Linked DNA regions of Mus musculus: region 2 is linked to region 1. Evidence: chromatin contacts called from public promoter capture Hi-C data. All regions are on one chromosome and are shown on one strand. Each heading gives the region's core, a stretch centred on a gene start, on an enhancer-like site or on the middle of the called end of the contact. The rest is flanking DNA. Distances are from core to core; before and after follow the strand shown.

Region 1 (2,720 bases), core at 72-2,571:
ACTCAACATGTTCTAGGCTAGCTGGGACCATACAGGGAGACCTTAAGAAGGGAAGAAATAATAATAATAAGATGCATGTTGGTAAGCCCAACTTGTCCACTTTTTGTTTGTTTTTGAGGCAGGGTCTCAATATGTAGTTCAGGCTAGCATTACATTCACAATCTTCCTCCCTTAGCAAGTGCTGGGACTACAGGCACACACCATGCGCATCCCCTAAACTGTATTTGAAGATTTTTTTTTAAATTTTTATGTATTTTTACTGTGAGTGTGTATTTTGAGACAAAGGCTCATTATGCAACCCATGTTGGTCTCAAACTCATAACCCTTTTACCTCAGCATCCTGGGATTATGAAACAACTCCTTTTTGCTTGTTTGTTTTGAGACAGGGTCTCTCTCTATAGTCCTGGCTATCCTGGAACTGACTATGTAGACTAGACTGGCCTTGAACTCACAGAGATCTGCGGGCCTCTGCCTCACTAGTGCTGGGATTAACGGCACATGCCATCAAGCTGGGTTTAAACAACTCGTCATAATTAGGCCAAGATGCACACATGGCTTGGTGGAAGGGAACTCGCATGAGAAACAGGTGAATTCCGGCACCTATTCCAATCACTAATTAGCCGTATCATTTTAGACAAGCCCCTCGGCCTCTGTGAAAGGCAAACAATAATCTCCTATTTAAAAACAGGTGTAGAATCTAGGTAGGCTGTCAGACCGTATGTTCAAATTTCTATTCTCACTGGCTGGGTGACTTGGGGCAAATGTTAATTTTAACTTTCTTATGCCTCGCTTTTCTCATCTGAAAAAAAAATGCAATAAATACCCCCAGACTGTTGCTGTGACAAATAGTCGGAAGCATCCACTGAGACAAAGGAGTGACTGCCACAATCTTCAAACCAATATGGGTCAGTAAACTCTGGCACCGGTGCCTCGCGGGTCCTTGGCCGCCGGAAAGCACCGGTGTCGGGTCAGCAAGCACGCCCTGGGGTCTCGGCATCTGTAGGACAGCAGAACCCTCTTCCTCGGACCCTGTCCTCTCCTGGCAGTCCGCCGCCCGCCTCAAAACCCTCCAGGAACCCCAGCTCCCTCCCCGGTGGCGGCGCCGACTCTTACTGGACGACCTTGGCTGGATCCCCATGGTTGCCATAGACCAGCGCCCGCACCCGTGACGGCTCAGAGAGAGCGGAGTAGGAGGATGTGGTCCGGCCGTGGCGGTACCAAGCCTCGAGGAGACCCGCAAGCTGAGGTGCCCGGGCTCGCGCCCCTGTCACTCGCTGGCTGACCAACATGCTGCTTCCAGCACTGGCAGAATCCGGCGCTCTGGACTACGTCATTCGTCCGCGACAGCAAGCCTGAGCCCCGCCCCGCTCGTGACCGCGCCCCCTTCTTTAAAAGAGGCCGCTCGCTCTCTGCCCAGGTATTGGTGTAGGGTTTCTCCCGGACTGGTGTGAGGATTGAGGGTGGGCTACGTAAGGTATTCAGAGACCTGGAGAAGTTGCACAGCTAGCCAAAGCAGCCTACCCATGAAGAGAGTTCAGAACTGGCTTAAAGCTGTGACTGCTGCTTGTCGCGTGGTGTTTCCGGGAAGTCATTTACATTCTGGCCTCAGTATCCCCTTTGCACTCTTTATTGAGATACCACTGTGCCAGACTTTTTAAAGTATCATTTCATCTTCAGTTCCCCCAGAACAACACAAAGACTTTATCAGCCCAGCATCACCACCATCATCAGTTTTTCGAGACAGGTTTCTTTGTGTGTTCCAGGCTGTCCCTCTGTAGACCAGGCTGGCCTCAAATTCAGAGATCCGCTTGCTTCTGCTTCCCAAGTGCTGTGATTAGAGGCATGCTCTACCAAGACTTGGGGACTTCTTTACCCAGAGTTAACATACCAGGAATACCAGGCTCAAATCCTAGCAGCTCTTTCCTAGCTTGGGCAAGTGAGCGCAACTTGGAGCCTATTTCTCATTGATGCCATGAAAATGATATACCTCATTTCAGACGGTTGTGAGGAATGGATAAAACATTAGAAGAAGCCGGGTGGTGGTGGCGCACGCCTTTAATCCCAGCACTTGGGAGGCAGAGGCAGGCGGATTTCTGAGTTCGAGGCCAGCCTGGTCTACAAAGTGAGTTCCAGGACAGTCAGGGCTACACAGAGAAAATCTGTCTTGGGAAGAAAAATAAAAACAAAACATTAGAACAATGTTAAGGAAAAATAAAAACAAAACATTAGAACAATGTTAAGGTTGACAGGATAATACATTGTAAAACCATCAAGCTGTTCAGCTATGAGAGGGGTCCCATGAAGGAAGATGTCGTTTAAAATGCTCACAGCATACAAAGAGATTGGGTGGGAAATGAAAATTCTTTGTAAAAGGTATTAACCTGGAAAGACGCAGGTTCTTAGTTTTGGTGGAAAAGAAACATCAGCATAAATAACCCGTCCGTGGAACATTTGTGTACATGCAAGTGTGCACTGTTGCAGGCTGAAGAAAGGGAGCAAGGAAGTGCTGCAGGAGGCAGTCCTTCCATTCCCAAACTGCGTGCATGGAAATCAGATGAGGTTCCATTTTAGGACTCCTGATTTAGAAACATGGAGAGAGGTACACGATCCAAAGGTATACATTCTTAGACGTTCCCCAGAGTCCGGTGATGTGGTAGCCCAGGAAATAAGTATCAGAGAGCGTTTGAAAGACAAAGATGATTGACCCAAAGCTTGCCGTG
Region 2 (2,720 bases), core at 126-2,625, 330 kb before region 1:
AAAGATAAAAACAATGATAATGAAGCCTGCACGCTGGAAGGCCACCGCCAGACACAGCTTCTCAATCTCACGAGTTCAGAACTGTGAGGCAAAATAAGGCTTTTCTCTAAAACTCACCCGTCTGCTACTGCATCATTGGCAACAGACAACGGGCTAATGCAGACAGGAAGAGAATGATTCTATAAAGCTGCCTGCAGTGGTAGATCTGATGTGTAGTTGACTTTGAAAAAGAAGCACCTTGGGATGCTCAGATGGCTCAGAGCCTCAGAGGTTAACTGGCTGCTCTTCCAGAGGACTCTGATTCAATTCCCAGCACCCACATGGCAGCTCACAACTGTCTGTAACTCCAATTCCAGGGGATCCAACACCCTCACACAGACACACATGCAGGCAAAACACCAATGCACATGAAGTAAAAATAAATAAATTATAATAAATTTAAAGAAGAAGAAGAAGAACAACAACAACAATAACAACAATGGATGTGGTGGCACAGCTATTTAGACACACAGCACTTGGGAAGCAGAGGCCAGCCTGGTCTACAGGGTTCAAGAACAGCCAGAACTACACAAAGAAACCCTGTTTCAAAAAACCAAAAAAGCCGGATGTGGTGGCACATGCCTTTAATCCCAGCACTCGGGAGGCAGAGGCAGGTAGATTTCTGAGTTCGAGGCCAGCCTGGTCTACAAAGTGAGTTCCAGGACAGCCAGGGCTATACAGAGAAACCCTGTCTCGAAAAACAAAAAACAAAACAAAACAAAAGACAAAAAAAAAAAAAAAAAAAAAAAAAGAAAAGAAAGAAAGAAAGAAAAAAGAAGGAAGAAGGAAGGAAGGAGTAGGAAGAGGAGGAGGAGGAGGAGGAGGAAGACCTCTGCCAGCACCCTCTACAGTGAGTAGCTACTTGTGCAGGGAGCCTGCCTTTCCCAGACCACACACCTACCCAGGCTCTGATTATGCAAAGCAAGTGCAAGAAAGATCACTGGAGAGAGGACACCAGAAATTCAAGATCTTGGGGCTGAAGAGGTGGCTGTGCACACAGTGAGAGGGTATCTCAAGAACCTGGCTGTGGCCCAGACCTTGCCAAAGGTCAGGCTGGTGTCCCCAGGAGGGAGGCTTCTCTGTCCTCCCTAAACTCAGGACCCAGGGTCAGCAAAGATTAATGGAGGGCTGGGAGGAGCCCTGGTCTGGGCTTGGAGCTGGGATCTTGTTAACTTGTCTGGCCTTGAGGGCAGGCTCAGGCAGCTCTGAGCCTTGCAATGGAAGTAGCTTTGTGGAGGGGCAGACTGGGCAGTCTGCGTTCCCTTCGCACTGAGACAGAAGGGAAGAGATGAGCGATCCGTGAGCCTCCTGGGGAGGCTGCTTTTCTTTTTCAGAGAAGTCTGAAGACCGAAGTGAGTCACGCTTCCAAATGCAGGAAGGACAGCAGCCCAGCCTCTGCTCAGCCCTTCTGCCATCTGCTCCTGGTGAGGAGGGACCTGCATCTCAGATCTTCTACAAGATGCTGCTGTGTGAAGATTTATGCACTTATATCTTTAAAGGACAAGAAGAACTTCGTTGGATTTTTCCCTATTTATTTAAAAAGATTTAGACAGTTGCACAAAGTTATAAAAAGAAAAAACCAAAAACCAAAAACCAAACAAACAAACAAACAAAACCCAAGTAACATACAGTCGCTTTGTGTGGAAGGAGCTGCTGGCAGCTTAGTTGTAGCTCATTATGCTTCTTTCTCTTAAGGTTGGAACTGGGGCTCCCAGAGTCACTAGGCCTTAATAACTCCACACACTCTGCCTTTATTGCTGCTGCTCAGCAGGAATCTCCTCAGGAGGGGGGAAGCTTGTGGAGGTGGGGGGTGGGTGGGTTGGGGAGGACCAAGAGAATAGGGGAGGACCAAGAGAATAGGGGGAAGAAGTTCAGAGTTGTCTCTCACACTTGGATTGCTGCAGATTAAAAATAAAATGCAAATAAAATCTGGGGATGTGGGCTGGAGAGATGCCTCAGGGGTTGGGAGCACCGACTGCTCTTCTGAAGGTCCTGAGTTCGAATCCCAGCAACCACATGGTGGCTCACAACCATCTGTAATGAGATCTGACGTCGTCTTCTGGTACATCTACAGTGTACTTAGATATAATAATAACTAAATCTTAAAAAAAAAAGATCTGGGGATGCAAATCAGTTGGCCGAGACCTATCTAGTATGTGTGGAGTCCTGGGCTCCATCTCCAGCATCACATTAATTAGGAGTTTATACTCCCAGCATTTGGGAGGTGAAGGCAGGCAGTTTGAGATCATCCTTTCTGACTTAGCAAGTTTGAGGTCACCCTGGGCTATGTGAGACCCTATTTCAAACACACACACACACACACACACACACACACACACACACACACACATGCACAGAAAGAGAGAGGAGGAGAGGAAGAGAGAGTTTGTAGGAGTGAAGCAAAGCATGCGAGAGAGATGGCTCGTGGGTTAAGAGCCATCTGTATAGTCATGAGGAACAGAATTCAGAGCCTCCACACAACCATGTGTCACGAATACTCCTGTAACTCTGGCCCTGGGGAATCCCACGTCCTCTTCTTGCCTCTGTAGGTGCATCAGCATGCACAGATGCATACACACTGAAGCACATACATGCACACATGCTCAAGCACAAAGACACACATGCACACACACTCAAGCACGCACATGCACACCCATGCCCATATACTCGAGCACACATAT

The links. Promoter capture Hi-C pulls out the DNA fragments that hold promoters and counts their contacts.
Region 2: a contact with region 1 is called in a promoter capture Hi-C map of hippocampal neurons, with 4 times the contacts expected there. The contact joins the enhancer-like site here to the promoter of Mecr in region 1. A contact is called at or near these places in 5 of 39 promoter capture datasets (the C10 cell line, HPC-7-derived erythroid cells, hippocampal neurons and 2 more), 11 of 484 Hi-C or Micro-C datasets (B cells, the Ba/F3 cell line, CD8 T cells and 6 more) and 2 of 9 other capture datasets (adipose tissue and liver).

What each region holds. Positions count from the first base shown.
Region 1 is chr4:131,842,072-131,844,791 of GRCm38.p6, reverse strand. It overlaps Mecr (mitochondrial trans-2-enoyl-CoA reductase), which reads right to left and starts at 1,321. Exons shown (of 10, transcript NM_025297.2): 1 at 1,114-1,321. The coding sequence starts at 1,289.
Region 2 is chr4:132,169,741-132,172,460 of GRCm38.p6, reverse strand. No RefSeq gene overlaps it. Among named protein-coding and RNA genes, the nearest start is that of Oprd1, 27 kb to the right of the region's middle. Within about 2 kb of position 1,375, at least 22 of the 459 cell types and tissues checked have an H3K27ac peak or open chromatin away from gene starts, as enhancers often do. A contact at or near this core is called in cerebral cortex and hippocampal neurons, where this site is marked.